Regions from separate parts of the Mus musculus genome. Here regions 2, 3, 4, 5, 6 and 7 are each linked to region 1. A link is a contact called in public HiChIP or PLAC-seq and promoter capture Hi-C data. All regions are on one chromosome and are shown on one strand. The core of a region is the stretch at or near the end of the contact, and the rest is flanking DNA. Distances in the headings are between cores, read along the strand shown.

The links. Promoter capture Hi-C pulls out the DNA fragments that hold promoters and counts their contacts. HiChIP or PLAC-seq counts read pairs in DNA pulled down with a chosen protein or histone mark.
Region 2: a contact with region 1 is called in a FOXA1 HiChIP or PLAC-seq map of pancreatic cancer cells. The contact joins the promoter of Rsf1os1 here to the promoter of Myo7a in region 1. A contact is called at or near these places in 1 of 39 promoter capture datasets (pre-B cells) and 1 of 115 datasets of contacts at active chromatin or transcription factors (pancreatic cancer cells).
Region 3: a promoter capture Hi-C map of embryonic stem cells shows a contact between it and region 1, with 4 times the contacts expected there. The contact joins the promoter of Clns1a here to the promoter of Myo7a in region 1. A contact is called at or near these places in 13 of 39 promoter capture datasets (the 3T3-L1 cell line, the C10 cell line, the SN4741 cell line and 7 more), 2 of 484 Hi-C or Micro-C datasets (both in cortical neurons), 2 of 115 datasets of contacts at active chromatin or transcription factors (embryonic forebrain and large pre-B cells) and 3 of 9 other capture datasets (adipose tissue, liver and macrophages).
Region 4: a contact with region 1 is called in a promoter capture Hi-C map of embryonic stem cells. The contact joins the enhancer-like site here to the promoter of Myo7a in region 1. A contact is called at or near these places in 13 of 39 promoter capture datasets (the C10 cell line, the HPC-7 cell line, HPC-7-derived erythroid cells and 10 more), 3 of 15 datasets of contacts at CTCF or cohesin (the NIH/3T3 cell line and large pre-B cells), 21 of 484 Hi-C or Micro-C datasets (the C2C12 cell line, CD4 T cells, CD8 T cells and 9 more), 19 of 115 datasets of contacts at active chromatin or transcription factors (acute myeloid leukemia, astrocytes, bone marrow-derived macrophages and 12 more) and 3 of 9 other capture datasets (adipose tissue, liver and macrophages).
Region 5: a CTCF HiChIP or PLAC-seq map of the NIH/3T3 cell line shows a contact between it and region 1, with 5 read pairs. The contact joins the enhancer-like site here to the promoter of Myo7a in region 1. A contact is called at or near these places in 12 of 39 promoter capture datasets (3T3-L1-derived adipocytes, the C10 cell line, cranial neural crest and 8 more), 1 of 15 datasets of contacts at CTCF or cohesin (the NIH/3T3 cell line), 16 of 484 Hi-C or Micro-C datasets (CD4 T cells, CD8 T cells, the G1E-ER4 cell line and 11 more), 11 of 115 datasets of contacts at active chromatin or transcription factors (CD8 T cells, the NIH/3T3 cell line, craniofacial prominence and 5 more) and 3 of 9 other capture datasets (adipose tissue, liver and macrophages).
Region 6: a contact with region 1 is called in an SMC1A HiChIP or PLAC-seq map of the NIH/3T3 cell line, with 4 times the contacts expected there. The contact joins the enhancer-like site here to the promoter of Myo7a in region 1. A contact is called at or near these places in 7 of 39 promoter capture datasets (the 3T3-L1 cell line, the C10 cell line, cranial neural crest and 4 more), 1 of 15 datasets of contacts at CTCF or cohesin (the NIH/3T3 cell line), 2 of 484 Hi-C or Micro-C datasets (the N1E-115 cell line and palatal mesenchyme), 1 of 115 datasets of contacts at active chromatin or transcription factors (stem cell-derived neural progenitor cells) and 4 of 9 other capture datasets (adipose tissue, embryonic stem cells, liver and 1 more).
Region 7: a contact with region 1 is called in a promoter capture Hi-C map of embryonic stem cells, with 9 times the contacts expected there. The contact joins the promoter of Gucy2d here to the promoter of Myo7a in region 1. A contact is called at or near these places in 16 of 39 promoter capture datasets (the 3T3-L1 cell line, 3T3-L1-derived adipocytes, the C10 cell line and 8 more), 1 of 15 datasets of contacts at CTCF or cohesin (the NIH/3T3 cell line), 4 of 484 Hi-C or Micro-C datasets (the HPC-7 cell line, cortical neurons and embryonic stem cells), 1 of 115 datasets of contacts at active chromatin or transcription factors (microglia) and 3 of 9 other capture datasets (embryonic stem cells, liver and macrophages).

What each region holds. Positions count from the first base shown.
Region 1 is chr7:98,118,002-98,121,033 of GRCm38.p6, reverse strand. Myo7a (myosin VIIA) reads left to right here and starts at 1,541. Exons shown (of 49, transcript NM_008663.2): 1 at 1,541-1,758.
Region 2 is chr7:97,643,605-97,646,636 of GRCm38.p6, reverse strand. It overlaps Rsf1os1 (remodeling and spacing factor 1, opposite strand 1), which reads left to right and starts at 1,525. Exons shown (of 3, transcript NR_126461.1): 1 at 1,525-1,597. All of the region lies in intron 4 of Rsf1 (remodeling and spacing factor 1), which reads right to left.
Region 3 is chr7:97,695,143-97,698,174 of GRCm38.p6, reverse strand. Clns1a (chloride channel, nucleotide-sensitive, 1A) reads right to left here and starts at 1,518. Exons shown (of 7, transcript NM_023671.2): 1 at 1,306-1,518. The coding sequence starts at 1,445. It overlaps Rsf1os2 (remodeling and spacing factor 1, opposite strand 2), which reads left to right and starts at 1,708. Exons shown (of 3, transcript NR_154552.1): 1 at 1,708-2,063.
Region 4 is chr7:97,717,858-97,720,889 of GRCm38.p6, reverse strand. It overlaps Clns1a (chloride channel, nucleotide-sensitive, 1A), which reads right to left. Exons shown (of 7, transcript NM_023671.2): 7 at 97-2,671. Among named protein-coding and RNA genes, the nearest start is that of Aqp11, 19 kb to the left of the region's middle. Within about 2 kb of position 1,634, at least 16 of the 459 cell types and tissues checked have an H3K27ac peak or open chromatin away from gene starts, as enhancers often do. A contact at or near this core is called in cortical neurons, embryonic stem cells and epiblast stem cells, where this site is marked.
Region 5 is chr7:97,763,780-97,766,811 of GRCm38.p6, reverse strand. The region is part of intron 2 of Gm39050 (a long non-coding RNA gene); the gene reads left to right. Among named protein-coding and RNA genes, the nearest start is that of Aqp11, 27 kb to the right of the region's middle. Within about 2 kb of position 1,536, at least 130 of the 459 cell types and tissues checked have an H3K27ac peak or open chromatin away from gene starts, as enhancers often do. A contact at or near this core is called in the NIH/3T3 cell line, adipose tissue, cerebral cortex and 2 more, where this site is marked.
Region 6 is chr7:97,791,070-97,794,101 of GRCm38.p6, reverse strand. All of the region lies in intron 1 of Gm39050 (a long non-coding RNA gene), which reads left to right. It also overlaps a transcript of Pak1 not described here. Among named protein-coding and RNA genes, the nearest start is that of Gm39050, 7.8 kb to the left of the region's middle. Within about 2 kb of position 1,596, at least 35 of the 459 cell types and tissues checked have an H3K27ac peak or open chromatin away from gene starts, as enhancers often do. A contact at or near this core is called in the NIH/3T3 cell line, where this site is marked.
Region 7 is chr7:98,438,838-98,441,869 of GRCm38.p6, reverse strand. It overlaps Gucy2d (guanylate cyclase 2d), which reads right to left and starts at 1,454. Exons shown (of 19, transcript NM_001130693.3): 1 at 1,355-1,454. The coding sequence starts at 1,361.

The DNA.
Region 1 (3,032 bases), core at 292-2,791:
TGTGGAAAACGAAATGATGGAATACGACGATAGATTGGATTTGAAGGGGCGAGGGTTGTATGAACTAAGACCAGTTCTGCAGTGGTTCAGATGTGGTGCCCTTAAGAGGCTCAGGTGCCAGAAACCAGTGCCCCTTCTGGATAGGGCAGAAAACAGGCAGAACCTGGAGAGGTACGGTGGAGCATGAGGTGGTAAGGACACACACCATCTCAGGTGGTTTGTTTTGGGGAAAACAAGCATGGATTTCTAGGTTTCTCCGATCGGGTGACCTGCTTAGCCGAGTTTGGGTGCTGAGGAAATGTCTCCGTTATGGTTCTGAGACCACTTTCTCACCCACCCACTGCCTTCCCAGCATGCACCTCAGCCTCAACGAAGCACACCTGCCCCAGTTGCCGCCTTGTCGATTGGGCTCTGGATGCTCCAACCTGTGTCTCTCCCACTCTGTGTAGGCTCATGCTACTCACCTGACTCATAAGTATCAGTTTCGTAGGTGAAGGCTGCGTTGGGTGCAAGTCAACCTTGGACCCTGGTCTCACTGTGGCACCCTGGTATGAGGAAGTTGACCGGCTTTTCCTTAGTCTTGTAGCAGTTGGCTGTGCCCAGCAGGTGGCACCATTGCACCATTGATTCTCCCCACTCCATACCACTATAGATTCCACCCCACCCTATTCCCCTCCCCACCTTAACCCACCCACCCCCACCGAAAAGCAGCTTTCCTGAGTAGATGTCCCAGCTGGCAAGTGTGGGCAGAAGAAGGGGCCAGGTCTCAGGAGGAGGAGGAGGAGGAGGAGGAGGAGGAAGAGGAAGAGGAGTCCTTCAGCCTCCTTCCTCATCTACCATGATGAGTATTTGTGTCCTGTTCATTCCCACCCACTCCCTTTTTTAAATCACACATTTAAATCACACACACACACACACACACACACACACACACACACACACACACACACCGGGTAAGTCTGTCCTGCGTGAGGTGGCTCCTACTCAGGTGGCTTTGCAAACTGTCTGGATAACAGCACACTCAAGACTCCTAGGACAGGCTGTGGGGGCCAGTTGTAGAGCCTGGGGGTGGGGTGCATCTTGGGGAGTCCTGGTTTGGATGTTGTGTCCAGCCAAGGCTCCAGGTATTGCCAAGCCTGCTCATTTATATGGTCTCTAGTAGTGCCCTGACGAGGGAAGCTGGGTGAGCAGGGGAGGCTACTGGGAACTGAGACCCAGCAAAATCATGAGGAAGATGGGACGTGATCAGGTGTCCTAACCATGCAGAGATGGCAGGTAGTAACACATGTGACAAGAGACCCTGAGGTCCTGATGGTTGGCCCCAGGCCCGAGGTTCCCACTGGCCAGCAGTGCCCCCTGGAGCTTCTATGCCTTGCATCCCTGCTGGTTAGCTTTACACAGCACCTTGGGCAACCTCTAGACGTTAGTCAGCAGCCCCAGCACAGCCCGCCCCTCATGCTGATGTCACCACATCCAGACCTTCGAGGCCCCCAGGGCTCCGCCTCCTGGGAGAAGGCTTTGGAGGGAGAGGGCGGGTGGCAGTGCAGGCTGGACAGCTGCCCTGAACAGAAAGAAAGAGTGACCCAGGGAGACAAGAAACAGAGTAGCCCAAGGGAAGCCCACAGCAGCAGCAGATCAAGGCTCAAGCTGGAGCTGAAAATTTGCAGGCTCCAGCCTCAGCTTCCAGAGTCCTCCTGACCTGTGACCCCTGGCTCCTGGCTGGGAGGTGGTGACTCGGAGGGTGTGGATAAAACCCAGGTAAGGATGGGCTGCCCTGGCTGGAACTTTTGGACTGGGGAGGAGTTACAGGCTGGGGCCTCCTCTGGAGCCTCTGCCCTTAGGTTCCTGGGACTGGACTCCCCTGAACCTACAGGGGCCTTGCCACCATAGGCATGGAAAGAAAATGCCCCGAGCCGTGCACATGGAGGCTTATGCCCTAGATGAGGGAATAGCTGAAGAGCACAGGGCCTGTGGAGTTGTTTCCGGGTTGGAGCTGGGTCAGGGGTATCCAGAGGCAGGGGTGAAAGATGGGAGTGGAGGCTGGGGGGGCAAGTGTGGATGCCTCTCTCTGCTTGGTCTTTTGGTCATCTCCCTGATAATCTATCTCTCCTTGCACACGTTGTTTCTTCTTTGTGTGCCTTACATTCTCTATCCGTGACCCAAGAACATGAAGGTTACCATCTGGGGTTGCCCAGGGGTCAAGGTAAAATCAGTTGTGGGTCTAGGGAAAAAAACAAAACAAAACAAAAAACTATGGTTCTTTGTTCTCAATTTGAAAAGCAACAGTCTTACACACTAGTCTAGTCTGGGATGGAGAGGTAGAGCCTCATGCATGGGGTAGAAGAGACCTGAGCTTTTCCATGGGTCTTCAGCTCTACCCTCCAAGTCTACAGTCCCAGTCTGTCCTGCAGCCTTGTACCAGCATGAGTGAGGCAGGGGCCAGGCAGCCTCTTCAGACGCCAGCTCTCATAACTACTGCTGCTGCCTTTGGGATTATCCCCCTGCCAGGACCCCAGCGTGGTGTAGGTCTCCCGAAGGACCATATGCCCATAGAGACCCAGGGCGTGGGGTCAGGGCTCAGGTGTCAGGCAGTGTCGTGGGCAGAGGATCAGATGTCCCAGTGCCTCTGAATGGACCCTTGTGAAAACTTAATGCTCACTCGAGGGGCAGGCCAGGCAGGGATGGAGGGGCCTCACACCAAGACCTATGGGCTGGGGCTGCTTCTGGTGACCACACTCGAGGCAGCAAATCCATCTCGAGCCTATTCCTGGGTCCAGCTCTGTGCTGGATGAGGTAAGAGATGAGGGCCACGAACAGGTGTTAGATCATTCTGCCATGTGTCCTAAAACTCCTAAAGCAGTCCTGAACCAGGAGCAGAGTCCAAATCTTACTTAGTGCCAAGTCTTCCCTGCCCTGCTGTGTGACCTTGGGTAAGAGATAGTCCTTCTCTGAACTTTGGGCAGCCTCAGGACATTAGTCCCTGTCCCAGCACAGCCCACCCCTCACGCTGATGTCTGGTACAGGGCTGACTA
Region 2 (3,032 bases), core at 276-2,775, 470 kb after region 1:
CCACCTTCATCTCATTTAACTTCCATTTTTGTGTATTTTATATTAATAGTTGTAGCATTTGTCTGGCCTAATTTGTGGTAAGCCTTCTGTTGCTGCCTCCTAAGTACTAGAATTGTATGGCAGACACCAGCACACCCTGCTTAGGTCTCACCTTCTTAATCATTGTTAGCAGCATAGCTAATGAATGTCCTGACAGTTTTAGAAATGGCTCAGTAGTAATGAGCACCCACTGCCATTGCACGACACTCGAGTTCAGTTCCCAGTACCACATCAGGCAGCTCACAACAACCTGTGATTCTAGTTCCAGAGGGTCCAGCAACCTCTTGTGGACTCTGTGAACACCTGTATTCACACATGGACAACCTGCACATACATATACTATATAATTAAAAAAATAAAACAAAAAAATATTTTAAACTTCCTGGTAGAGGCCTATGAATAAAGATACGTGAAAATTGTACTCACTATTCAGAATTTAAATTTCTGTAAATAACTATCAAAACCACAATCCATTTAAAAATATTTTTAGAGGTACAACTCATACACTGTGAAGGCAGCATGTCCTTGTTTACTTGTAAAACTGTATTGCTTTAGCATGATGTCTTCTTTGAAGAGCAGGCTAGCTCGGCCTCAGAAATGCTGGGATTCCCGGCTTTTTCAGCCTGCCAGGGCTAAAAGGAGCTCAGTTAGCATTCAGTTCAGTTAGTTACTTTGCACAGACACTCACTGTGTTAGTCACTCTTCTTGCTGCTGTGAACAAAGATCTGACAAAAATCAGCAAAAAAGAAAAAAAAAAGTTACTTTGGCTTTAGTTTGAAGGGTACAGCCCATCATGGCTGGGAAGAGATGGTGGTTAAGAGCAGGGGCAGTCAAGGAAGTAGAGACAGGCAGTGAGCTGGGGGGCGGGCTACCAAACCTCATCCTCCGACTCACTCCCTCAGGCTAGGTCCTCCACCTCTTAAAGATTCCATCATTTTCTAAAAGTAGTATTACTCACAGGGGACCACGTTCAAAACATGAACCAGGGGGATAGAAGCCACAGACTTATATCCAAACACTAACACAGATAAACTCCTACCAAGGCAAGACGAAATATGGGGCTTTCATTCTTGAGCCCAAGCTGGCTCAGAACTCACTAAGTAGTCCAGGCTGGCCTAAAACTTAAGATCCTTCTGCCCCAGCTTCCTGAGCAGTAAAATTGCAAGTGTGTGTTACCACGCCTGGCTGCTCTCAGTGTTGATTATTATAACCACAGTTTAGTAGTCTTGTTAATACCTAAGCTTACAACAAATAAAGGCAAATACTATATCTGTTTGGCTTCTTTCACAACCAAGGATTTTTGAGACAAATTCATATCGCATGAGATCATTTCTTTTGCTGCTTACCAGTAATCTACTGCATGAGTACTGTTAGGAACAAAGATGCTATAGCAACTATAACAGTAGTCACAGGAATGAGGTCATAACTGAGGCTAGGCTTCAACTGCATAGTGGGTAAGGGCAGCTTCAGATACAGAGTAAGACTGTTTTCAAATGCAAAGGCAAATGGAAGATCAAGAAGATGAAATGAAAACGCTCAGACAAGCCTTGTGTTAATAGTAAGTACAAAGGAATGAAGCTGACGGTATAATAGTATAGTAACATCTGAAGACACCACCAAATGGTTAGTCAGAGTGGTCGCAGTGTTTATATTTGTAGAAGGCAAGATATAAGTTCCAGTTGGCTTGTAAACTTGTTAATACCTGCATTTCTGAGTAATATTCACCTAGTCATTTTAGTGGAAATTATAAATTATTAATTTGTAAGATATCTGTTGGGATAAAGGCATACTTAACTGGTTTCCACTGGGAATTCTCTCAGCCTGCTGGTCATTTGTTCATGTTAATGTTAGCCACATGTACGTAACTTTATGAAACAATCACCTGTCTACACCAAGTGTTTTTTCCTTACTAGAATTAGGATCTAAATACTTTCTATAGTATCTCTCTGACTTAAGGGAGCACCTGATTAAATTATGCCAACTTAAGATCTGTGTGCTCCCTCCTCCCTCATGAGGACTTAATAGTAACACTTTTGTCACTATATATTTCTTCTTTCATAAAGTATTTGATCAATTATAAAAAAAGTATCCAGAGGCCTAAACAAGTGGTGAAATAAGTGTAAAAAATACTATTCTGGTTTAAAACTAAGGGGGACAGTTCTGTTGCTGAAATTTGTTAGTTAAACCACATAAAACTGCCACTTTCTATAGGAGAAGTCTAAATACTAACAAACTTAGCTCAATAAAATTTACAACTTTTATCTGAGTTTTTACCTGAATATATGAAATGATTTTCAATGTGGAATATGTGCACATGTATGCATTAACTACTTCTAATGTGCCTCATATTTATACTAATTCTACAATAAATGCAAATAGGCACTGTATAAACAACAGTACATGTTTGGTTTTCTTTTATATAAGATGTCTATGAGGTATGCATGCATGACTTTGCATGTTCACATGTGTGGGCACCAATGGAGCATGGTGCATACATTTTGAAGACAAAGGCTAACATCGTGCATCATCCTTGGTTCCCACTGTACAAATTAAGGCAGAGTCTCTCAATTATACCCAAAGCTCACTGAGAGGGCTCCTATAGCTAGCCTGTTTGCTCTAGGGATTCTGAGCCTCCAGGCTCTGATAGCATCCTTACTTAACGCCATCCAGTCATGTCCAGCCTAAGAGAAGTTGTAAAACTGTGGTAATACATTGATGCTGTCAGTAGCTAATAAATACACACTGTAACTAGTGGTAGATTTTCAGTATTAGAAAATTATTGCACTTTGTAATTTTGGCATTTTGAATCGTCAATGTCCAGTTATGCCCCTAAACTTACTGGTCAATAACAAGGCTCACTTATTATTAAACTACTATTAGTTTAAAAAACCCATAATTCTGAAGCCTAGATAATTTTTATTATATAAGCACCTGGTCACGATGATGCAGAAACATGTTCCAAACTGCGGCCTCACTGAGGGGAAGGATCTTGT
Region 3 (3,032 bases), core at 269-2,768, 420 kb after region 1:
GAGACACATGCTTCAAGAGTCTTCAAGTCTTTTGAAAGAAGACTTAGGAGAGAGAAGGAATGGAAGAAATAGACTGTAAACTGGAAAACATCTGCTGGGTATAAGCAGTAAGATCTTTGGTGATCTCCACAATTTCTTCTGCATGTGGAGTGGTGGAACACAGATATATTCCTAACTTTGACAAGATCCATTTTATTTGCCCATGTGTATTAGTCAGGGTTCTCTAGAGTAACAGAACTTACAGAATGAATGAATGAATGAATGAATCTCACAACTTCTTCCCTCCCATCCCTTTTCTTTCTCCCTCATGGCTACTCCAAACACATATACCAACCAAACTGCGCACCCACCCACATTTGTATTTCTAGTCGGTGTCTAAACACCCAGTCCCACTATCCACACTGTTCTCTGAACAAATAGCTCTTTACACGTTTATACCCTGGGCTCTGTAGTAGGCATAATCTTGGTCCCCAAGAGATTTGTTTTCCAGTGCCATGAAAGAAGGGACTTTGAATGTAATTAAGATTACTAATCTACTGATGGTGAAATAAACGAGATAGCCTGGATTTTCTAGGCAGGAGCAATGTTATAACTCGAGCTCTTAAAAGCAGAGGATTTCCTTTGTGGCCAACAAATAGAATATAGCAAAAGGTAAACCAGAGACTCTGAAAGACAGGAAAGAATGAGAAGAGAAAGAAAGAATGAAAGAAAGAGGGGGGAAAGGAGGGAGGAAGGGAAAGGAAAGAAATGGGGAGGGAGGGCGGGTGAACAGGAAGGTATGGGGTGGGGGTAGGAGGGTATGAGCGTGTATGTAGTGTGTATTTTAGTGGCATGTCTATGTTATTGTGAAAGTACTGAATCCTGCAGGTAGTGAAATAGAAGAATTCCTTCCAGGACCTGCACATCCAGGAGTCGGGTTCGGCTGGTTGTGACTCCGCCCTGCGTGGGCCTGAAGATGGTCCTTCCCCCCAGCCCCCACAAACACACACACTTGAAGCAGAACATCCCAGCTCATTAACCAAACGTCGTAACCCGTCACAATCTGAGCTACATATTCCACGCAGGGAAATCGTCTAGTTGACACGACCATTCCGAAAGCTAGGCCCACGGAAAAACTAACCGAGGCTCTGCAGACTCAAAACTCAACGTGACCACGCGCCAGGCTTGCAGGAGACAGGCCGGTTCGCACAGGTCGTTAGGGAGAAACGCGGGCTAGGGGACAGAACCAGCCGAGCTCGGGAGGGGACAATCCCACCCTGCCCGCACAATAGCGCCGGCCGGCTGGTCGGCGCCCCCCAACCTTACCTCTCCGCGATGTAAAGCGTGCCGGTGCCGAGCCCCTTCCCGTTCAGCACAGCCTCGGTGTCTGGCTGCTGCAGCCGGAGCCCGTCGGCCGACCCAGGCGGCGGGAAGCTTTTGAGGAAGCTCATTGCCGGGGAAAGCATCGCTCCACGCGAACCGAGAGAGGCGAGTACCGCAATCGCGGCTCGCACGGAGCTGCCCCGGAAGCAGTAGTCGTAGCCCGGAAGAACAACTTTCTCAGCGAGGGCCTTAGCATGCGGTTGACCATAGAGACGGGATGTTCTAGGCAACTCAGAGGTCCGCAGCGAGCCGGCTGGCTTTTGTCACGTGGCATCGGTTCCCCTTTCCCGCTCCTCTAAGGATGCTTAGAATAATCGAGTGTTTTCTATGTGGTTCTCTTTGAAGGTCATAGGAGCAAACCCCGAGAGAGGATGTATAAGGAATACCAAGCCTTTCCCAACAAAAAGCGGGAAGGGACCCAGGCCCCAGGAGTCCCTCGCCGAAGGAGGACTCACAGAAATAAAATCCACACGCATCTGGAGATCCCAAGTCTCCCGGCTGGGTGCACGAGTCTACCCTGCTTCCGCCTCGTCAGGCCTGTTCTCCTTGGGTTCACACAGCCATTTACCAGACCTCTTAGTCCCCACGTCGCCGGAGAGATCGAGCGCCCCATCCCCACGAGTCATGCCACGAGCACGAAAAGGTTACATTAATGATGGACAGTGCGCAGCAAGACAGTCAAAAGACTGCCCGAGGGAAAGGTAGGCCACTGGTTAGGAACCCTTGCCTTCCCTGTTCGCTAGGTCCCAGTGAATAAGAGCAGTGAAAACCTACAGGTTTGGTGAATAGAAACCCATAACAGAGACCTATAGACCACACAGCATACGGACTTTACCTCTTATATTTCTTCATGGATTCCTTCGTGGTTTTTGAGACAGGGCTTCTTTAAGTATCCCAGGCTGGCTTCCAATACATAATCGATTTGCACCGAACTCCAGTTTACTGGTACTACTATGAGCACCCATCACCACACTTGCTCAATTAATTTTTTTCTTTATGATACACAATATGAACACATTTTCTATTACCCACTTTAACAGATGGGACCTGAGGCATTAAACTCACAAGCTAGAGTTGGTGGATGGAATTCAGTCAGTTGACCTCTAGACTCCACTTTTTTTGGCTGTAGAATTGTAATATCTATGGGGCTAAGGCTGTTTAGGTTGGATAACATACATGGAGGATGTGATAGCAGTTTTATCTTTCTTTCTCTTCTTCCTCCTTTTTTCCCTTTGGATTCTTTTCAACAGAGGAATCTAAAGATTTTTTTCCTCACATATATGTATATACCTACCTACATACAGTCAGGTGTGAGCCACCCTGCCTGGGCGCAGTGACCCTATCTGCAAAGGCATTAGGCAGTCTCACAAGCTGACCCATGTCTCCAGTCAGTTCCAAGTGTTACGTTTTAAAATTTAGTTTGTTGTTAGTGAGACTAGGAGGCAGGTCCCCTGAACAGGAATGAGAAGGTGGGAGTGGAGTAAGGGAGGGGATGAGAAAAGATTCTAGAACTCTCTGAAGGTTAAAATCCTCGTCATGTGGATATAGATTGAGAGGAAGAATTTGTGACGATGAAGACAAGAATAGACAAAGAAGAGAGGTTAAATATCGTTTCTAAATTTCCAGTTTAAAACGTTGAGTAGGTGTGCTTTCTAAGTGGTAGATTTCAG
Region 4 (3,032 bases), core at 385-2,884, 400 kb after region 1:
CTTCGCACCTGGCTTACTAACAAACTCAGAACTTCTGAAAACCCTGTTTAAAAAGACACAAAAGGGAGAACTTTTATTTATTTTTTTTCTTTTGGTACTTATTCTGCAAGATGAGAAACTCAATGAAAAACTGCTACAACAACCACGGGCCTGAGGCTGTCAGCAGGACCTAGCAGCTAATCAGGCTGACAGCTCCAAATTGTGCATAGAACCTTCTTTCAAAGGCCACAGAAAGTCCAGGTACACACCTTTAATCCCAAGACTTGGGAGACCAAGGCAGGTAGATCTCTGTGAGTTCTAGACCAGTCAGAGATACATAATGTCTCAAAAACAATAACAAAAAAGGGCCTAAGTCTAGAACTACGAAATTCAGCCTTATGAATACCCAGGTGCCTATGGAAACTCTATAGTGAGGGCTGATGAACTTAAAAACTACTCCCAATCCAGGCAGCATCAGCAAGGTCTTTATGTTTTAAGACTCCCCTTATGAAAGACTTGCTAGGGGCTAGTGAGATGGCTCAGCGTGTAAGAGCACTGGCTGATCTTCCATAGGTCCTGAGTTCAATCACATGGTGGCTCACAACCTCCCGGAATGAGATCTGACGCCCTCTTCTGGTGCGTTAGAAGTCAGCTACAGTGTACCTATGCATAGTAAGTACTTGGCTGGAGCAAGCAGGGACTGAGCGAGTGGAGTAGACTGGAGCAAGCAGAGGTCCTAAAAATTCAATCCCCAACAACCACATGAAGGCTCACAACCATCTGTACAGCTACAGTGGACTCACATAAAATCTTTAAATAAATCTTTAAAAAAAAAAAAAGAAAGACTTGCTAGAAGCATACACATCCCAACAAATGGAACTAAAATTGAGCTGGGGCACTGGTTTAGTTTATAGATTGCCTTCCTTGCAAATGTAAGGACCTGAGTTTGGCTCCTACCACTCAAGCAATAGTGGGGCAGTGTCTATACTTTCAATGTTGAGAGGAGTAGTGTCAACGGAGGGCCTGGAAGACAGAAGATGCCTGGAGCTTGCTGGTCAGCCAGTCCAGGTTCAGTGAGTTAACCTCATAGCAAGAAATAAGGCAGATGGGGCTCAGTGTTAAACCGCTAAGAGTATTAAGAGGACCCAAGTTCAGTTCCCCAAAACATCAAATAGCCCAGGCCCAGGGGATCTGGACCCTCTGTGATCCCGTAGGCACCTGCACTCATGTGCACAGACCCACACGCATATATATAATTAAAAGTAAAAATGAGCATGGTGGCACATGCCTTCAAGTCCAGCAGTAGGAGAGCAGAGCCAGGCAGATTTCTGTAAACTCCAGGCCAGCATGGGCTCCACACAGAGACGGTCTCCTCCACCAAAGCTCCCCTCAGTACTAGTATTTTGTTTCTGTGCTCATGTGCTACTTAGCTGAGGATGACCTCGAATTTCTGATCCTCCTGCCTCCACCTCCTGAGTACTGGAATTTATAGGCATATGCAACCAGGCCAAGCTTATAAAGTGGTAGGGACTAAACCCAGGGCTTCATGCAGCTAGACCAGCTCCACCAACTAATTCACACCCCTCGCCCCCGCAGGACTTTAAAACGTTACTATTGTTATGTGTATGGGCGTCTGTCTGCATTTGCATGTGTAGCTGAGGAAACCAGAAGAGGCTATTGAGATCCCTGGAAGCCAGCAGCATATAGCAGCTGTGAGCTGCCCAACACAGAAGCAGAGGAACTGAATCCAGCTCCTCTAAAAGAGCAGCAAGTGCTGGGCTGGAGAGAGGGCTCAGCAGTTAAGAATACTTGCTGCTCTTGCAGAGGACCTAGCGTCAGTTTCCAGCATCCTCACGGCCGTTCATAAACAACTGGAACTCCAGTTCCTGTGGTTCCAACACCTTCTTCAGACCTCCATGGGCACCAGGCACGCACATGATGTACGCAGGCAAAACACACATACATGTACAATTTAAATATCTTAGTCTTTTCTCATTAATGGTTTTACTCAAGAGCAAAATCACAGCGATATAGAAAAAAACCCAGATTTATTTGTTAACTATTACAAAGACAAAATATCATTGAGAGTACTTTGCAGACTTCATTTCAGATTATTTATTCTGTGACAGAAAGCGAACGTTAAGAGGGTGGACAGTCAAGGACCTAACCTAGGAGAACATAACAGAGCTGATGGTACATGAAGAATAACAGAAGCTAGCACACAAGTATTGCGAGATGTGGCTGAGCCCCAAGTAGAGGACCCATGCCTCTGTGGAAAATGCTAGCGGCTGCTCCCTCTGAGGCCTCTGCTTTTTAATCTCAGGGATAAGAGTTCTCCTGAATCCCAGAGACATCTAAGCTTCCGCACGTCCCTTCCGCCCAGTGTGAGCTCTGTGCATTTCACCACATAGGCGAATCTTGCAGCTGACAGACGCACACAGCAAAGGCAGGACTCAGAGGCCTTCTCAGAACATACACAGGAAGCTTGGGGGAAATGAGAAACTACAAATACCCGTTCAGTTAATTCACCTTTGTTAATAGAGGTCATACATAGTCTCTTCTGCTGGTGACAGCTTGCTGTCTCATTATAGTTTGACTTGAGAAATGAGTTTTGGAGAAGAAAAATGCCTTTCACCAGCCCCATTCTGGAGTGAAGAGGCACCACGTTCTTGCCTACAGTTATGAGCAGAATCTGGAAGACAAAGGGCTCACAGTTATTATTAGTAATTGCCACTATTTAGTAAAGCCTTGGAGGGCTCCAGACTTGTACCTCAGGCCTTGTAATATCCCTGACAAGCAACTATGTTTCCATCTTACAGACGAGGAAACTGAGAAACTGGCAGCACGTGTGCACATGCATGGTGAGCCGTGACCCTATGACCCACGTGTACTCTTCTGTACCTACCTCATGCACCCAGGTTTGAACATGAACACTCTAGCCCTTCTTCAGGCTTTAAAAGCACATACAATCTTTTTTTTTTTCCGAGACATGGTTTCTCTGTGTAGCCCTGGCTGTCCTGGAACTTACTCTGTAGACCACACTGGCCTAGAAC
Region 5 (3,032 bases), core at 287-2,786, 350 kb after region 1:
CTCGGCCCCAGAGCTAGCATGTTAAAAATTTTTAATATTTATTTTTCAGGTGGATTGGGGCACATATGGAGGTTAGAAGACAACTTTTCTCCATTCATCATGTAGGTTCTGGGAATTGAGTTCATATCTTGGCATTCTAGACTCGGTGCCAAATGCCTTTACCCACTGAGTCATCTCTCTGGTCCCATGTGGTGGTTTGAGTAAAAATGGCCCCCATAGACTCTTAAGGCCTTATTGGAGTGGGTGTGGCCTTATTGGAGGAAGTGTGTCACTGCGGGGTGGGCTTTGAGGTTTCAGAAGCTCAATTCGAGCCTGGTGGCTCACTGTCTCCCTGTTGCCTGCAGATCCAGATGTAGAATGCTCAACTACTTCTCTAGCACTATGTCTGCCTGCATGCCACCATGCCTCCCACCACGACAGTAATGGACTAAGCCTCTGAAGTATAAGCCAACCCCAATTAACTGTTTTCCTTTATAAGAGTTGCTGTGGTCATGGTTTCTCTTCACCAGCATAAAACCCTAGGATACCGCAGATCCATCACACTTAAGACTAACCTTTAAGAATCTACTCTGCCCTCTCCTTTGCAGTCATGGAGGTAAAGTTCAGATGAAGCACTGTTGCCAGAGTCTACCTGAGGCGAGTCCACAGCCCTCACCAGGCACCTCCCCCTCCACACCCACAGTTCAGAGAACACTGCCGGCACTTAGAAGATGTGAGCAAGGTGCAAAGACGTGACAAACACCAGCACCACGTTTTTAATTTAAAAGAACTGGGTCAGTCACAGATCTGAACAGCAGTGAAATACAGCTGCTTTCAGGTTTTTTTTTTCTTCCTGACAACAAGGTCTAATTATAAGCCGCGAGGACAACTAAATCTGAACCGTGCATGTGATCACAACATTTCGTGTCATCTTTGGAAGGTGGCTTTTTACATCGACCATACAGTTCCTAGTCAGAATGGAGGCTTAGACTCCAATTTGACTTAGAAACAGAGTCCCATATCCTTAGTATTTCCAGTAGGAGCTGCGCCTAACAAGGAAGTCACGTGGTACTCGAGACCATGCCAACCCAACCGCAAAGCCTGACTGTGTGTGCCTGGTCTCAGGTCGGCAAGAGCTGAGTTCTTTTCCTTCAGAGCACCATGACTCCTGGAGGAGGCCGTGTCTCTTTATCTTCTGCTTCGAGGCTCACAAGAGGCATGCTACATGAAGAACGAAATAGGCGGCATTGGCCTAAATAAACCCCAGGAGCCAAAGAGCTCATTCCAAGTCAGATGCCCAGGAGCCTCAGAACGTTGTGGGCAGTGGACCATCTATCTATTGCAGACAGCCACGCAAAGGAGGCTGGTCATTGTGGTGGTTCTCCTTTCTAGTTCCTGCTCCCTCCAGCCTGCCTGCTTCCTCTCTCCCCACTTCCCACTTCTCCCCCGTTTCTGCCGTTGGTGGTGAGTTCCGGCTCCACTCTCTTCTCCTCCTACCCAGCCTATGGTTATTTATCTGGTTTCTGTGAGAAGGGAAGCCTGTGACTTTACAGACCAAACTTTGTCTCTGGCAGGATCCCAGCCTTTGTAGATGGGTGACTCACATCTGTCTGTGTAGGCAGGAGTAGGGATTCGGGCTTCCGCTGAGGATGAAATTAACAAGCTTGAGGCTTGCTGTGGTACCACAGGGCATGGAGAGGACGGAATGATTGCATGCCCCCTCCGAGAGTCCCCTCATTACAATCTTAGAAAATGAGAATTACCCACCACTTTTCTGGCCAGGAAATTGAAACTCAGGACCATTGTGTAATTTCACCAAAGTCAAATAGCCAGTGTGTGGTAGAGCCATGATGTGACCCCATTTGGAGCCGATCGCAGCCGCTGCTCCTTGTCCCCTCTTCCAATCAGATCTCAGACCCTGCTCCTTTCCCTGAGCGTCCTCCTCCAGTCAGAACCTGCTTCTCTTAAAACTGTGTCTTTGAGCTTCGGGACAAAAATAATTTCATGACTAAGTATAAGAAAGTTGTCCCTGAGACAAGGCTGTGTGCTGGCGCCCCTCGTGCCCTGAGGACGTTAATCAAATGCTAACCGAGAAGTTGGATGACATAATGGTGTCAGTGGCTAAAGATGGTTTTAAAAGTTTCCTCCTGGGCTCACATCAGAACAAGGAGACAGAGTCATACGCTTGCCTGTGCCTTCTCAGGGCGCAGACTCACACTCATCTGTGTCCAAAGCCCCTAATTTAGGCCCAGCCAAGCACATGGCAATTATGTCACTCATCAGCAACTCCTTATGGCCTAGGTAGCATTTGGTGGGGGCAGGATCACACTTCATAGAGCAGACTGGCCTCAGACTCACAGAAATCCACCTTTCCTCTGCCTCCCACGTGCTGGGATTAAAGGTGAACACCACCATACTCAAAATGAGCATTGGGTTTTACATTTAATTTTTTTTTTACTATACTGGATTATACAGGGCCATTTTCATGTACATATATAATGAACTTTGAGCCTATTTGTCTCTATATCTCACTACCCTCCCCTTCCCCACCCTCCCTTTCCTCACTCCCTCCTTGCCCTCCCCTTCCTCATCCTCCTCTTCCTCACCCCTTCCCCACCCCCCTTGCTTACCCTCCCCTTTCTTACCCCCTCTTCCCCATCATCTCCCTCCCCATCTTCCCCTTGCTCGCCCTCCTCTCTCCCCTCCTCCCTCCCTCCCTGCTTCGTTTCTCCATGGATAGTTTTGCTTCAGTGCTTTCAAGTCGTTGTATATGTATGGTTTTATGAATGTATAAAATCTAGGATCCACAAATGAGAGAAGACATACAACATCTGTCTTTATTTTTTTTTATTTTATTATTATTATTATTATTTTTTTTTTTTTTTTTTTTTTTTTTTGGTTTTTCAGACAGGGCTTCTCTGTGTAGCCCGGGCTGTCCTGGAACTCACTCTGTAGATCAGGCTGGCCTCGAACTCAGAAATCCACCTACCTCTGCCTCCCAAGTGCTGGGATTAAAGGCGTGGCCACCACTGCCTGGCTAACATCTGTCCTTC
Region 6 (3,032 bases), core at 347-2,846, 330 kb after region 1:
TATCAATCATGGCTATTCTAAGGGCTGGAAAGAAACCCTCCTCCCACTTACTATAATATAAAAACACCTGCCACCTCTCCCAGCTTCAAAATGACTTTTTGAAGTATGTTTACTAAAATACTTAACAACCTATCCATAATTTGGGAGTGGAGGAAGGGATGCACAAAGGCAGCTTTCTCTCACCTTTACAATCAAACCCCTCTATCTGTTCATTTTAACATTTCCTTAAGGGCTTAAGCCATACCCTATATAGATGAGTATCTGCCCCAGCAAAAAGCCTGGTGCATAGTAGAGATGAACTTAATTACTGTTTATATGGTAAAGGATAAATAAATGAAGCCAAGTTTCCCAGAAGGATGTTAGGAAAGGAGAAAACTGGGCATGCTGTGTAAGACTAATAAGAAAGTTGACAAAAACACTGGGCTAAGGAGATGGCTCAGTAAAGTGCTTCATACAACCATGTGGACTTCAGTTCAGATCCCCAGCACTTATGTAACAATCTGGGAGCAGTAGTACACATACAAGCCCAGCCCTGGGGAGGCAGAGTCAAGAGTATGCCTAGGGTTACTGCCAGTCAGTCTAACTGAGCCCTTAAACTTCAAGTCAATGAGAGACCCAAGTCTCAAAAAATAAGGTAGAGAAGCAATTGAAGAAGACACTCAACAGTGACTTCTGGCTCTACATAAGTGAACACCACATACCTGCATTACACACAAGAAAATGTATATACATGCATATACACACACAGGAAGGAGGAGGAGGAAGAGGAGGAGGAGGAGGAGGAGGAAGAGGAGGGAGAGGAGGAGGAGGAGGAACATGAAGTGTAGTGGCACATGCACTCAGGAGGCAGAGGCTGGCAAACCTGAGTTTGAGGTCAGCCTGGTCTACAGAGTGAGTTCCCAGATAGCCAAGAAAAACCCTGCCTCAAAGGGAAAAAAAGGAAGGGGTGGGGGAAGGAAAACAAATAAAGCACTCTTAGAGCTTCAGAAGGAAGAGAAATTGTGTAGAATCAAGTAAGCCTTTACTAGAAAAAGAACCTTTACTGAAAACCACAGGTGATCTGGAAGAGACAGTTTCAAGTTAAGACTCAAAAGTCTGTGTGCTCATTTACACTTGGAAAACCAAGCTGCAAATTCTCAAGAAAGAATTCTGGCCTAGGATTTCAGCAGTTTTCAGGTCATGGCTAAAACAATATTATAAGTTGGGGAGCCCTGTAGATTTTTTTCTATGGTAAAAAGACAGCAAAGCCAGGCATATGCCTGTAACCTCAGCACTCAAGAAGTTGAGACAGGAAGCTGGTACAAGTTTAAGGCCAGTCAGAGCTACGTAGCAAGACCCCTTGTCTCAATTAATTCTAAAAAAATAAAAATAAATAAAAAGTAAATAAACACAGGGAGGGAAGGAAGGTAACTAAGCTGACTAAAGCAAAAATGAATCCCCAAAATGTTAAGAGTCTCCTGGATCTGCAAATGGGAATGTGATTACTCTTCACTCAAAGTTCTCTTCAACAAAACCCCAGTGTAGCAGCTGGCAGTAAGTAGGACTAAGGCATATTATTCATCTAGCAAATATGTGAATGTCTGTGCTAGTTGTGGTTAGTCACTCTTCTAGGCAGTGAGCTTATAGCAATGAACTTGAACAGAAAAATCTCCCAGCCCTCAAGCATCTTTCACTCTAGCCGCAAGAGATAGATTGGAGGGAGGGGGTGTGAACAGAAGGGAATGTCAGGATAAAATAAGGAAGAAAAGATAAGGAAGAAACGGGATAGGGGGAGGAAATGAGGCAGAAGGGAGGATGGAGTGCTGACTTTACAAAAAAAAAAATACAGATCCTTTAACTCTGTATCGATTTCTCAACCTTAATAAGCATCAGGATCATTTGGAGAGCCTAATAAAGCAGAGTCGCCTGGGCTCCAACCTTAATTTGTTTTTTGTAGGTTTGGGATGAGACTCATTAATCTACTGTCAAATACCCAGATTATGCTGACACTGCTGGTGCAAGGATCACACTTTTAACAACTAATTGTTCCATCCAAAAGATTAGGTGACCTAGCTCATGGGCTTTACAGGACTCTTTCACTCATTCACATACTTACTCAAAGTACTTATTCATTCAATGTACTCAAGTACCAGGAACATTACTAGACACGATATCCAAACATATCTTGACCTCAAGTAATTCATAAAGACAGGCCTAGTGGCACAGGCCTGTAACCCCAGCTACTCAGAAGCTAGACAAAGAAGGATTCCAAGCTCAAGGCATGCCTGAGCAACTTAGGAAGGTCCTGTCTCAAAATATAAAGTAGAGCTAATGAGATTGGTCAACAGGTTAAAAAAAAAAAAAAAAAAAGCCCTTGCTTTAATGAACATACCTAATCAGTTCCACCCCTGAAACTCACTGTGAAAAGAGAGAATGAATCATCTCCTGAAAGCTGTCCTCTGACCTCCACAAAATTTCCACTAACACGCACGCACGCACGCACACACACACGCACGCACGCACGCACACACACACGCACACACACACAATAAGGAAGTGGAAATTTAATAATATATAGGGCTGACAAGATGGTTCATCAAGAAAAGATGCTTCCTGCCAAGCCTGATGACCTTAGTCTGATCGCCAGGAAAGAGAATTCCCAAAAGGTGACTTTGCATAAGCTACACCTCGGATGCATGCACTCACAACACAATAAATAAGGAAAACGTAAAAAGGGGGGGGGGGGGCTAGTTTCATTCTTCAACATGTCAAAGAAAAAAATTTTTAAAAAGGAAAGAAAAGAAAAGGAAAGGAAAGGAACGGAAAGGAAAGATAAAAGATTCACAGGCCACTGAACTTAGTGGTCTCCCAGTTAGGAAGCTAAAAGAGAATCACAAATTCATTGCCTGAGCTACAGAATGAGTCCAAGGTTGGTTTTTGTCTCAAAATTTAAAAATGCTCAGTGTAAGACATCCAAGGGCTGGGGATATAGCTCAGCAGTAGAGCACCTGATCCCTAGTACCATAAAAAAGGAAGGAAAGAAGGAAAGAAGG
Region 7 (3,032 bases), core at 205-2,704, 320 kb before region 1:
CCTGCTGACTGAAGCTTTCAGTACTCTTCAGGGCTGGGGAATGAAAGGCTAGTCTTCTGTTTGTCTCGGAGCCCTGTGGGCTCAGTGCCCTCTGCTGTGATACTTAGTGGTCTCCTAGCATCCAGCAGAGGTTCATGTGCCCTGGAAGTGAATCCTTCGGGGCTGTGGGATGAGCTCTTGATGTACAGAGTCCTTGTCTGTCTCCAGCTGAGAACCAGAGCATGAGTCTTCAGTGTTCTAAGTGGCAGTCACTTCCCTCACAGTCTTGTTACTGAAGTACCCCTGACTCAGACTTTGATGGAACATCTCAGAAGCTATCAAGCTTTTGCTTAACTCTCAGTTTTAGAGGAAGAAACTGATTATGGGTAGTGACTTGTCTGAGGTCTTAACGAAAAGGTGAGACCAAATCAGAGCCAGACTTAGCCACCAACTTCCCAGCCAAAGAGAAATCCCACCTCACCTCACTTGCTTTGTCTCTATATCTATATCTAATCTATATCATCTATATCTATATCTATCATGTCTATCAATTATCTATCTATCTATCTATCTATCTATCTATCTATCTATCTATCTATCTATCTATCTATCTATACCTCATAGAGGATATCAGAGCTTTAAAGATGCTGATGTCTAAGTTAACCCCTATGAGTTCAGTTGGGGACATTGAAACCCAGAGAAGAGGCTATACTTCCCCTGGTCCTGCAAAACATCCATTGAACTCCTTACCTAAGGTCCTGCTGGTCAGACTGCCACAAGAGTCCTGCAGCCAATGGCCTACAGAGGTGCACAGACATTAGCAGGGACCACCTTTTACCACAGCTCTGCCCTGATTTGTAGCACAGGGTCTGGACCCCTTTCTGTGACCTGGTTTCCCCAACCACAGAGAGCTCAGTTTGCCTCTTAAAGTCTCTAAATGTCCATTTTCACTGATGTCCCATGGGCTGGTAGAACATGGAAATAGATCTCCGTCTCTGAGATTAGCCATATTTACCTCCACCTATTGCTTCAAAGGGTGTAAGCTCCTCTGGTCTCTCTGCACTGGGCCCAGTAGGTTAATGGGCAACCCTGAAGTGGAGAGGGGATTGTATTTCTTGGATTTGGTAATGGCCTTTGGGTTTGCCACAGGTTACTTGGTTATGAGGCCATACACATGGAGTTGAAGGTTCCCTATCAGCGCCCTGGAGCTCACAGACAGAGAAGGAAGCTTTTGTCTGCACAAAGGCACCAAGCCAGAGAGAGTGACATCAGCGCAGGGGAGAAGGATGGAGAATTCTTATCAGCCTAGGGTCACCCACTTGCCCCCAGCCTGGCCCTTTTGGCTCTCTTCAGGGCATGCTCCCAGCAGACTCACCTGCCATGATGGGCTGTCAGAGTTGACACTGGATCTTTGTCAGACCGGAGGGTCGCACACCAGGGTCCTCAGAGGCGAGGCTTTCTGAGCACTCTCTGACTTGGGGCCTCCCACGTCTGTGTGGTGTCTTAGCCACTCATTGCTCCTGTTATCTGCTGGCTTCCCGAGACTCCTGCCTGGGGAGTGCTTCAGATATGGCTCGTTCCCTCCCTCTTCCCCTTAGGATTCCAGAGAAATCATCTGGAAAATTGAATCTGTTCAGACACCAGGGCTCTGGGGATCCACACGAGAGAGAAAGAAGTTAGGGTGGGAGGGAGAGGGAGGAGGTAAGAGGGTGTCTTCGGTCAGCACTGTGGACAGCTCTGGCCACTCTGGGGTGCCCAGGAGGCAGGGAGTCCAGACAAGTCACAGAGCTCAGCATTGATAAGCACCCATCAAGTGCAAAGCGCAGTTCATTCTATCCACAGTGGCACCGTTATTACGTCTTTTTAGAGATATACAAAGTCTGGCACAGAGAGGTTAGATAATTTGACCCAGGTTACAGAACCAGTAAGGGCCATGGCTAATCGCTGCTTTAGGCTTCTGTTTTCCGCACCATGATGGTCTTGCATGAGATGGCTTTTGGTGGCTAAGACCTCAGACCAGAGGGCTTGCTTATATCCCCCTTCACTACTCTCTCTGGCGGACCAGCTTTTCTTGAGGTCTCTGTTCTGCTAAGGGCTGACAGCATACTCCACCTCCCCTTGAGATGACTTTGTCACACGGAAATGTGTCTTGTTTGTTTTTGTCACCTTATTCGTTCATCTGGAACTTACTAAGACCTCATTTCCCAGGTCTCCCATGGAGTGAGTCAAAGTCACTTTCCCCCCATTGCCTCAACTATTCCTGCCATTTCCCACAAACTCACTTACCTCCTAGGTGTTGTCCTAGATAAGTGAGCCCCATTGACATGTGGAGAGAACAAAGCATTTTTCTCTTAACAGATCTTTTCTAGCAAGGATAAAGAGGGGCACAAGAGTCAACAAATAATAATTTTACTGCTGAAAAGTGACAGATGTTATAAAACGAGGTGGCGAACCTCAAGGGTACCAGATACACAATTCAGCAGAAGAGTTTTATATTATTATGCAGTCTTTAGAAAGGTAGGTATGGGGCTGGAGAGATGGCTGGGTGGTTAAAAACACTTGGCTGTTCTTCCAGAGGTCCTGAGTTCAATTCCCAGCAACCACATGGTGGCTTACAACCTTTTATAATGAGATCTGATGCCCTCTTCTGTCATGCAGGCATACATGCAAATAGAGCTCTCGTATACATAAGATACATAGAGAAATAAAAATTTTAAAAAAGGGTAGACCTGCCTGTCATAAGTTAGTTTTGGTTGTGAATTTTCTTGTAGCTCCAATAGTGCTCTGAGTGGGCTGCAGGCCCCTGCTGATGTGCTCAGAGTGCTGCTAGGGCAGAGCATAGCTGCCTCCTGGTTCTCTTTCCAGCTCTGCTCCATGCTCCAGGTGGGACCTGCCGTTTATCCAAGCCTCTCTATTAGGAAGGTCCTTGTGGAGTCTGTTCTTACTGCAGGACTGACAGTGGCCTGTGACACTTCTACCCTTACATAGCTGCTTGGAACAAAGACCACAAGATGACTTGTGGCCCAACAGGGTGACTTTCACTCAAACGCATC